Regions from separate parts of the Hordeum vulgare genome. Here region 1 is linked to region 2. The links are chromatin contacts, called in public Hi-C maps. All regions are on one chromosome and are shown on one strand. The core of a region is the stretch at or near the end of the contact, and the rest is flanking DNA. Distances in the headings are between cores, read along the strand shown. Region 1 holds the start of LOC123444186 (glycosyltransferase BC10-like). Region 2 holds the start of LOC123444183 (G-type lectin S-receptor-like serine/threonine-protein kinase LECRK1).

Region 1 (5,161 bases), core at 2,013-4,512, 390 kb after region 2:
ACCACGGGCCCACGAGAGTCTTGCCTTGTCGCTTGAGGGGTCCGCCGGCTACATGGTCTCGATTGGCCGTGGGACCCGCCGGCTGGCCAATGGATCTCTCGCGTAAGGTTGACGCCGAGCACGCGTTGTACGTAGAGCATCGTCCAGCGAGATTCGTCATGGGCAAGTAGTACGACCGCCTCCACTGTTCCCCACGCCGAGTGCAGTAATGGAGTGGGAGTGTGACGTTCCGACACTATGCTAGGTGATGGATCAGAGCCGGGGTAGGTCAGCGGCATGGCCGCCGACGCTCATACCTGCCGGGCGCTCCGATCCTGTACCTTTGCTGACGCGTAGCCACCTTTAAACGTAAGGTCTCATCCCGTCCTACGATCTGATGTGACTTGTGATCCTCGGTCGGCTGGCCTGCTTGGCCAGCCGGCTTGGGCACGGCCGCCTCTTTCCTTGCCGGCTGGCTGGACCAGGCTGGCCCGAAAGAGGTAACCGCCTCGAATCTAGCCGGTAGGGGTTGCCTGACCGGCCAGAGAGATGGCCGCCTCGTCTTCCAGCCGGTAGGCGCAACCTAGCCGGCCAGAAGACTTGGGCCTTAGGAAAGTGTATTTGTTCATGTCCTTTGAGCTGGAAATGAAGGAACACGCTTAATGAGCCTACCCCGGGGTTATCCCCCCGACAAGTAGCTTAGCAAGGATCAATATATGAAAAGCGGAGGCATTGGATCAATGATGTATAAGTATATTGGATAACATTCATCATGTAATAGCTACACACTAGAGTGACACATAAGTCGCTCCAATTCATTAATGTAATGTAGGCATGTATTTCGTATATAGTCATACATGCTTATAGTAAGAACTTGCATGTCATCGTTTGTCCTACCCTACCGTGGCAGCGGGGTCCCTAAGTAAACTAAGGGATATTAAGGCCTCCTTTTAATAGAGAACCAAACAAAGCATTAACACATATTGGATACATTAATTCCTCAAACTACGGTAATCACCGGAAACAATCCCAATTATTGTCACCTTGGGGTACGTTGATTATGACACGTAATAGGTGCATATAACTTCCAAGATTGATCCAAAACACTCTCATATTCATGGTAACATAATAGGTTCAGATCTGAAATCATGGCACTCAGGCCCTGGTAACAATCATTAAGCATAGCAAAAGTCATAGCAACATAATTCTCACAACATAGTGGATACTAGGGATCAAGCCCTATCAAAATAACTCAATTACATGATAAATATGATCCAATCTCATCACCGTTCAACAAGCCTACAAAGGAATTACTCACTCCCGATGGTGAGCATCATGGAGTTGTTGATGGAGAAGGGTTGATGATGACAACGGAGACGAACCCCCCTCTCCGGAGCCTCAAACAGACTCCAGATCAGCCCTCTCGAGGAAGAACAGGAGGTGGCGGCGGCTCCATCTCGTGAAAGGCGATAAAACTTCCCTCTTCTTTTTCTCAACAAATAGGAATATATATAAGCTTGAAATTAGGGTCAGCGAAGCCTCACGGGACCCACAAGGTAACAGGGCGCGCCCTAGGGGATGGGCGTGCCTTGTTGCCTTGTGAGCAACTCGCGGGCCCCTCCGGTGGATCTTCGCTCCAGTATTTTTTTTATATTCCATAAAAACTCCAGAAATTTTCATCCAATTTCGAGAACTTTTATTTCTGCACAAAAACAATACCATGGAAGGTCTGCTGAAAACAACATCACCCCGGAGAAGTTTCATTCAAATCATGCAAATTAGAGTCCAAAACAAGAGCAAAAGTGTTTCAAAAAGTAGATACGCTGGAGACATAACATTGAGCACCACCTGCCCTCCCATGGCCTTGGACAGACCCGTAGATGCTAGGGGTGACGGGTCGTGGACTCCGGTGTTGTCAATGTTTGGGACGACGACACGCTTGGCACCGAGAAGGGAGAGTGAGTTTTCACTACAGATCCACCTGTTTCCCCCCCCTCCATTTTACGCGACCTCCGTGAGACTTGGTTCCCTCGCTTTAGGGGGCTGGTTCACATGCACCCTGGTATTCACCTACCCCTCTTCCTCCATGGGTGTTACAGCCGCCACCACCACCTTAAAGCCATTCCCCATGTTGAAATTTGATAAGTATTGGTTTTGGGCAGTTCCAGCAACACGTGCTCCTTCCACTGCATCCGCGGGATGTCAATCCTTGATAGTCTTGTTTTGCCCGGATCAGATGCCACAACGGAGCGCGCGACAACGCCGACATAAGAAACAAGAGCAACTTTGGCAAGCAGGGTGATCTTGGAAGTTGTGTACTGCCCTTTTTAGGCCACCCGCGGGCGTAGATTTTGCCTTAACACCTGTTGCGTCTCACTCAACTGTGTTGGTGATGCGGGCCGACTCATCTTCACTCAACTGTGTTCGTGATGCGGACCGACTCATCTTCATGGTTGTATTCATCAGACGTGGGGCGGCGCTGCCATGGGGGAGGAGGATCCTTGGGGATATTTGCATGTCATCCATTATACGACAATAAATTTGCCATGAAAAATGTTTGTTTTGTTATGCTTAAAATCTCACGTTAATTTTTTTAGTACTTCCTCCGTTTTTATTTACTCCTTGTATTATGTTTGGTCAAAGTTAAACTTTACTAAAGTTTACAGAAAAAACATTAGCATATACAACAACAAGCCAATATCATTAGATTCATTATTGAATGTACTTTTACATCATATAGATTTGTTACACAAATATTTATATTGTTTATTATAAACTTAATTAAATTTATTAAAATTTGATTTCAGTTAATTCTAATATACTCCCTCCGTTCCTAAATATAAGTCTTTTAAGAGATTTTACTAGTGGTCTACATACGAAACAAAATGAATGAATCTATATTCTAAAGTATGTCTATATACATATACATATGTAGTCTATTAATAAAATCTTTAAAAGGACTTATATTTAGGAACGGAGGAAGTAAAAAGTATATATATAAAAAAAAAGTATTTCGGTAAATGATATTGTTAATTTGACACGAAATTCCCGAGGGTTCGGCAAGACCCAAGACCCACCCGTCATCGTCGGATCTCCAAATCCAAGAGCTCATTCGAAACAAAATGTTATCTCAGCACCTCAGCAGCCGGGTCACAGATCCCAACGCCCTCGCCAGCTGGCCCACCGCGAGGTCCGCCACGCCGCGGATCGCCAACACCGCCCCGCCCCCACAGAGTCACCGAACCCGCGCGCGTCACGAGAACTGAAAAATCGCACCAGAAGCTCAGCAAAAGCAAGGCGAAAAGTAACACGGCGCCACACCACCGCACACCACACCGCCCGTCTCCAGCTCCCCACCGACCCCCCGCGGCGCCCCGCGTGCCCGAAACGCCACGCTCTGCCTTCTAACCCCCCGTTCCGGGTTTGAATGCCGCCGAGGCCCACGCCGGCGCCGGGTCAGCTGCTGCCGCGCCCGCTGATGCCGGGGGCCAAGAGGCCGGCCGCCCCGTGGGCGCTGGCCCTCCCGGCCGGCCGCCGCGCGCGCGCCCGCCTCTGCCTCCGCCTCGCCGCGCCGCTCTCCTTCCTGCTCCTCCTCGCGGCGTTCCTCCGCACCCAGCCCCCCGCCGCGCCGCTCGCCGCGCTGCCGCCCTCCGCGGGGCCCGGGAAGGTGGCCTTCCTCTTCCTCGCCCGCGCCGGCCTGCCGCTCGACTTCCTCTGGGACGCCTTCTTCCGCGTAAGCACCCAGCGGCCTCTCCCGTGACTCGTTCCTTACGTCTGGTTCTGATCGTCGCGTGTTTCGGCAGAATGGGGAGGAGGGGAGGTTCTCGGTGTACGTGCACTCGGCGCCGGGGTTCGTCCTCGACCGCACCACCACCGGATCGCCGTACTTCTACGGGCGTCAACTCGCGAGGGCCGTCAAGGTTGACCCTCTTACCGACTTTTTTCATATCTGGTTGCTGTGATCGGGGTTCGATTTTGAGTTGGGGAAATATGGTTGCGTCCTGCAGGTAGCGTGGGGCGAACCAACCATGGTCCAGGCGGAGAAGATGTTGTTCGCCGCTGCGCTTGAGGATCCCGCCAACCAGCGGTTTGTTTTGCTCTCGGATAGGTAAGTTACTTTTCCCATAGTGTATGTACTGATTTTTCTTCGGAGGCAGTGATCTCGTTACCTTATTTAGCATACTAGTATAAATGTAACAGGGGCTTAAACTGTAGTTGCCACTAGTGATCAATTAAATAACTGGATATTTAATAACGGTAATTTACATGTGAACTCGAGTAGGTTATCTATTTATCACGGACTCATTTAGATTGGTACATCCGATTCCATTTTGTAGAATTGAAGTGGGTAGTCTTCTAAGTGATGCATTGGTATTCTGGTTTCCAGCTGTGGTGCTTATTCAGAGGACCACCGTGGGGGTAACATCCTTTTTACTCGGAAATTGCTAGATGATGGTGGGAAAATTATTGTTGGAGTAATGGACCCATTCTGTGATTTTGATTCCTTGTTGCTTGGTTCGCTTGTGTGCTTCCACAAGGGACTAATCGTTGCTTGACTTACTGTATTAAGTATGAAGCATTCATACATGTCCAAACTGAGAGAGAGCTTTTTCAGAGATTTTATTTTTCATTCCTTAGTATGCATGCCTCCGCATTGTAGTTTGGGTTTGCTTCCCTTTGTCAGTACAAGCATCAATTGATTATTTTGAAGGTCTGCAGTTCCTAGTTTAAATTTTAACATTTCATCGATTTCTGTTTCAGTTGTGTTCCTTTGTACAACTTCAGCTACACATATACTTACTTGATGGGTTCACCTAAAAGTATTGTGGATAGGTAATGGAAAGATACGATATGCTACTTTGCAACTTCCCAAATTTCCATAGAAGATGCAATGTTTAAGCCTGAAGTTTCTAAAATGAGTTTTTTTGTCTTCAGTTTCACTGACAAGGCAGAGAAGCGCTATAATCCAAACATGTCTCCCGTCATTCGAAAGGATAAATGGAGGAAAGGATCACAGGTTCTTGTGATTTCATGGCTTTCTTTTTTGCTGTAGATTTTTCATACTTGTTTAAGAGCTTAACTCTGAATCCATCTGCCATCTCATTTCAGTGGGTAATGTTAATCAGAAAGCACGCAGAGGTTGTTGTTGGTGACAAGCATGTCTTTCAAGTATTCAGAAAGC
Region 2 (5,153 bases), core at 385-2,884:
AAGGCGGACAACGCGACGCATGCTAGAACGCCGATGCAAACCAGCGCGATGGTGGTCGCGCGCCCGACGCCGACGGATCTGTGGTTGGTGTCCCTGCCGCTGCCGCCCGGCGTCGGGTTCGCCGCTCCCCCGGTCTTCACGGACAGCGCGTACCCGCCGCCCACGCGGCCGTACCGCAGAGGGAGCTGCTGCTTCGTGCACGTGCCGTCGTTGGCGTCCCTTAGCACCGCGGCGCAGAAGCAGTCGCCCAGGCACGCCGCTTGGCAGTCGGCCGCGCTCGTGCCCGCGCCCATCACCTCGTACGGCGTGTCCGCCCATGACATGTTGGGCGTGGGCGCCATGGAGAAGCCTGCGGCGTCTTGTTGTCCCCCCTTGCATTGGCCGGCGCTGGAGTTCACCGTGCAACCGAGCGCGGCGTTGCTCGCGTCGACGAAACCGAACCCAGGCGGGCACAGACAGGTAGGCTGCCCGTCGCGATCGAGGACGCAGTAGCTGTTGAACCCACAAACTCCCTTGACAAGGCACCGATCGCTCGGTGTGCTCCATAGGACGTCGGCCTTTGACGCGCCGCCGGACACGAAGGCGTGGCGGTACAGACGCAGAACTCCGTCAGGGTCAAGCGTGAGACGGTAGTGGGCTTGCTCCCCAGCTTTTGCGGCTCCGGGTCGCGTCAGGTTGTTGGTGTAGCTGCCGTTGCTGTTCGCCTGGTAGAGCACGCCACTGGCATCCAGGCGCAGGGTGAGGGGGAAGCCGATCTGGAAGGTCACCGTGTCCCAGTACGCCGCGGCTGCCACGTTGCTCGTGCCCACCGGGTACAGCACGAGGTTGCCGTCGTTTTGCTGGTTGGTGAGCCGGTACTTCCCGGTGGCCCTCGTGGTGTCCGACACGCTGGAGAAGAGCTGAGCCCCGGGCACGAGGTCCTGCCCGGCGAGCAGGGTGTCGGTCGGGGACGCGAACGTCGACCACACCACCGACGCGTCCGCGCCGTACAGGACGAAGTTGCCGTCGTCGAGCATGGCGCCGGAGACAGCCGGCCGGGACGGGACTGCCACCGGCCTGTCCTTGATGCTCGCGCCGATCCAGATGAGGCGGCCGTCGTAGGTGAGCATCAGCGAGCCGCCCGTGTCCGGCGTGTCGTTGCGGTTCGCGGTCCACGTGACCGTTACGTTGGGCGCGGTGGCGAGCCAGACGCCGATGGCGAGGCCGCCGTCCGTGGCGTAGAAGCCGAAGGAGAAGCGGCCCGACGGGGACGACCAGCCGGCGCCGGCGGCAGCCAGTAGGGGGGACCTTGATGTGATGTTCGTCTGCGCGAATGACACTTGGAGGGAAACATGGATGACTAGTGTTAAGTAGAAGAGCAGATGGAAAGGCTTGGCCGCCATGGATGGATGATGATGAGCTTGCTGGGCGAATGCTCGGTGGGGGGTCGCTTAGTGCGTGTATGATGAATTGGTGATGCTGATACTGCAAATCACTCAACAGCAAGTCAATCCTTAGTCAGAAATGTACATTAGAACTAATCTGCCGGCCGAAACTTTAGGATCCACCAACCACTTCATGCAATATTTTTTCGTTCGATGCAGCAATCTTTTCAATGGTTGCAACAAAAAATAAAATTTGTAGTAAGAAAAATATCTACGTGGTCGTAACAAAAAAACGAAGTTGATGGTGCGCGGTAGCAAAAGTCAAACACCGGTTGTGGAAAATATCTACGTGACGTGAATGTAACTTTTTTAGTGAACGGTTGCAGCAAAGAATGATGCCGGTTATAGCAAAATTAACACAGTTGTAGCAAAAGTAAAAAATAGCGATTGTAACGAAAATCCAACGAACTGAAGTTGCAATCAACCATGAATGAGCTTTTTAGCGGACAGATGTAGCAAAACAAAACGTTTATAGCAAATATAATGTCGTTTGCAACAATTTTAAATGAAGAAAGTTAGATATCAAGTCAACGAACGCCCGCATGTGTGCGACCGGCCGAACGATTCCCATTAGAGTTTCTGTTGCATCTTGATTTGCCAACGAAGCAACACCATCGGAAGCACTTGTCGAGCAATATCGTGGCTGCGACTTTTCCGTGAAACCGGGCATCATGTGGACCACGAGAAGGGAGACTGCGTATGGACTTTTTTTTTTCATGAACATCCACAGGCGGCCGAAATCACTATCTCGACCCTTCTTGAAAACTTAAGCGAGATGGATTTTTTTCATTGTAATATGACCCTTTTCCTACAAGTAATGCTACACGTACATAAGTTTATAAAAATTTTATACCCAGAAGAATTTTGATTGGAGGTTAAAAGGGATGAGACCCCATCCTTATTAAAAATTAGGGGAGGAGAGATTAGTTAAAAAGAAAAAAGAGATTGACTAGCGACGGCGCCGCATATATGCTCTTCCATGCGGCGGCTCCTTAAACAGTCGGTTGAGCCCAATTCCCTTTGATGTTTAAAATTCAAAAAGTTTTATCTATAAAACCGTTAATTCAATCGATAATCCGTTTTCACTATTGACTTTCTCGCGACGAGTTTTTCGAAACTAGATCCCACGTCGACATGTTTTGATAATTATTTTTTTCAGTTCAAACTTGTCATATTTTTTGACCCCACTTGACATATTATTAACCACTTACTTGTCTGGGAAAAATAACTTGATTGCCATTTTTTAATGTTGTTTCGTATAAAGCCTTGTGGCAGTTTCTATTATGCATGATATAAAAAGCATGTAATAGGTTGTGTTTGCCAATTTAAATATGCTAATTTGTCGTATTTACATATAACTTTGCGAGAAAACTATTTTGTGTGCTTGTTAGTTTTAAGTATGTCGAGTTGTCATATTTACAAACGATGACCAAAAAAGATTTCTTGTGGTCATCGATTTTAAATATGTTGAGTTGTCATATTTTCGCGCGTAATCGCCTATAAAAAGTTGTTTGTGTTTGCTAGTTTGATTATGTCGAGATGTCATATTTATATGCAATCTCCAAAAAATATGACGATTAAATTATTTTTTATCACACAAGTAAGTACTTACTAATATGACAAGTAAGTGCAACAAATATGGTAAGTACGAGTAAAAAAAAAGTTGTCGAAATATGTCGACATGGATCTAGTTTTGAAGATTTCGTCAAAACAAAGTCAATGGCGAAAACGGATCATCGATCGAATTAATGGTTTAAGAGATAAAAGTTTTTGAATTCCAATCATTTAGAGATGAATCATTGCATGCATGCATGCATGCATGGGAAGAGAACACAATGCATGCTTGCGCAGCCGCAACATGGTGATGCCGAGATGCGGCGCTGTTAATTAGATTTTCCCAAGAAAGAATGATAGTCAGTGTGTAACCGTGTGTAACTCTTTGTATGTTTATCATTTTTGTTTCCTACCCTAGCTCAGTGATAGTAGGTATAACTACCTACCGTCAGGGTCTTTGATGGTAGGTTAATGACAGTTGCTCACGATCATGTAGTGATTGCTAACCTGGATAAACGGTCTATCGCCAACTACCAGGAATGATAGGTTGTTATACCCTACCGGCAATGTGTCTGATGGTAGGGATTAACATCCCAAACCCCCCAAATGGGAATGTTGCTTCTATCGAACAAAATTGGGCGGTAGGTCATGGAGCTCTAACGCCAACAAGTTCGGTGGTAGGTATTGTTACCCTACCGTCACGGTCTCGGATGGTAGGGCTAACGGTAGTCGCTGACGATCGTTGGTGGTTGCTGGCGTGGATAAACATTCTACTGCTGGCTACCAGGAATGGTAGGTTGTTATACCTTACCGCCAACGCGTGTGACGGTAGGGTTTAACATCCCAAACCCCAAAAATGGTAATGTTGCTTCTAACTTCTAAGGAACAAAATTGGACGGTAGGTCGTACAACTCTATCGGCAACGAGTCCGACGGTAGGTAGTATTACCCTACCGCCAGGGTCATTGGTGGTAGGCTAACAGTAGTCGTTGACAATCGTTGGTGGTTGCTGATGTGGATAAACAGTCTACCGTCAACTACCAGGGATGGTAGGTTCTTATACACTACCGCCAACGCGTCCGGCAGTAGGGTTTAACATCCCAAACCTTAAAAATGGTAATGTTGCTTCTAAGGAACAAAACTGGGCAGTAGTCGTGAAACTCTACCGTCGACAGGTCCAGCGATAGGTAGTATTACCCTACTGCCAAGGTCTCTAATGGAAGGGCTAACGGCAGTCGCTGACGATTGTTGGTGGTTGCTGACATGAATAAACAGTCTACTGCCAGCTACCAGGAATGGTAGGTTGTTATACGCTACCACCAACGTGTCCGACGGTAGGGTTTAACATCCCAAACCCCCAAAATGGTAATGTTGCTTCTAGGAAACCAAATTGAGCGGTAGGTCGTGCAACTCTACTACCAACGGGTCCGGCGGTAGGTAGTATTGCCCTACTGCCAAGGTCTGTGATGGTATGGCTAACGCACTGATGATCGTCGATGGTTGCTGACGTGTATAAACAATCTACCGCCAACTACCACGAATGGTAGTTAGGTTCTTATACCCTACCGCCAACGCGTCCGATGGTAGGGTTTAACATCCCAAACCTCCAAAATGGCAATGTTGCTTCTGAGGAAAATATTGGACGGTAGGTCGTGCAACTCTACCGCCAAGAGATCCGATGGTAGGTAGTATTACCCTACCGCCAGGGTCTGCGATGGTAGGGCTAACGGCAGTCGCTCACGATCGTTGGTGGTTTCTAATGTGGATAAATAGTATACTGCCAGCTACCAGGAATGGTAGGTTGTTATACCCTACCGCTAACGCGTCTGACAGTAGGGTTTAACATCCCAAAGCCCAAAAAATGCTAATGTTGCTTCTAGGAAACAAAATTGGGCGGTAGGTCATGCAACCCTACCGCCAATGGGTCTGTCGATAGGTAGTATTACCCTACCACCAAGGTCTGTGATGGTAGGGCTAACGGTAGTCGCTAACGATCGTTAGTGGTTACTGCCGTGGATAAACAGTCTACCGCGAGCTACCAGGAATGGTAGCTAGGTTGTTATACCCTACCGCCAATGCATCCGACGGTAGGGTTTAACATCCCATACCCCCAAAATGGTAATGTTTCTTCTAAGGAACAAAGTTTGGCACTAGGTCATGCAACTCTACCCCCAAC

What was found. Hi-C and Micro-C count contacts between places; a contact is called where the count stands out from the background.
Region 1: a contact with region 2 is called in a Hi-C map of seedling, with 2.2 times the contacts expected there. The contact joins the promoter of LOC123444186 here to the promoter of LOC123444183 in region 2. A contact is called at or near these places in 3 of 6 Hi-C or Micro-C datasets (leaf and seedling).

The regions. Positions count from the first base shown.
Region 1 is chr3H:447,547,586-447,552,746 of MorexV3_pseudomolecules_assembly, forward strand. LOC123444186 (glycosyltransferase BC10-like) reads left to right here and starts at 3,263. Exons shown (of 11, transcript XM_045120823.1): 1 at 3,263-3,712; 2 at 3,783-3,899; 3 at 3,987-4,087; 4 at 4,741-4,812; 5 at 4,915-4,996; 6 at 5,089-5,161. The coding sequence starts at 3,407.
Region 2 is chr3H:447,159,063-447,164,215 of MorexV3_pseudomolecules_assembly, forward strand. LOC123444183 (G-type lectin S-receptor-like serine/threonine-protein kinase LECRK1) reads right to left here and starts at 1,635. Exons shown (of 1, transcript XM_045120820.1): 1 at 1-1,635. The coding sequence starts at 1,382.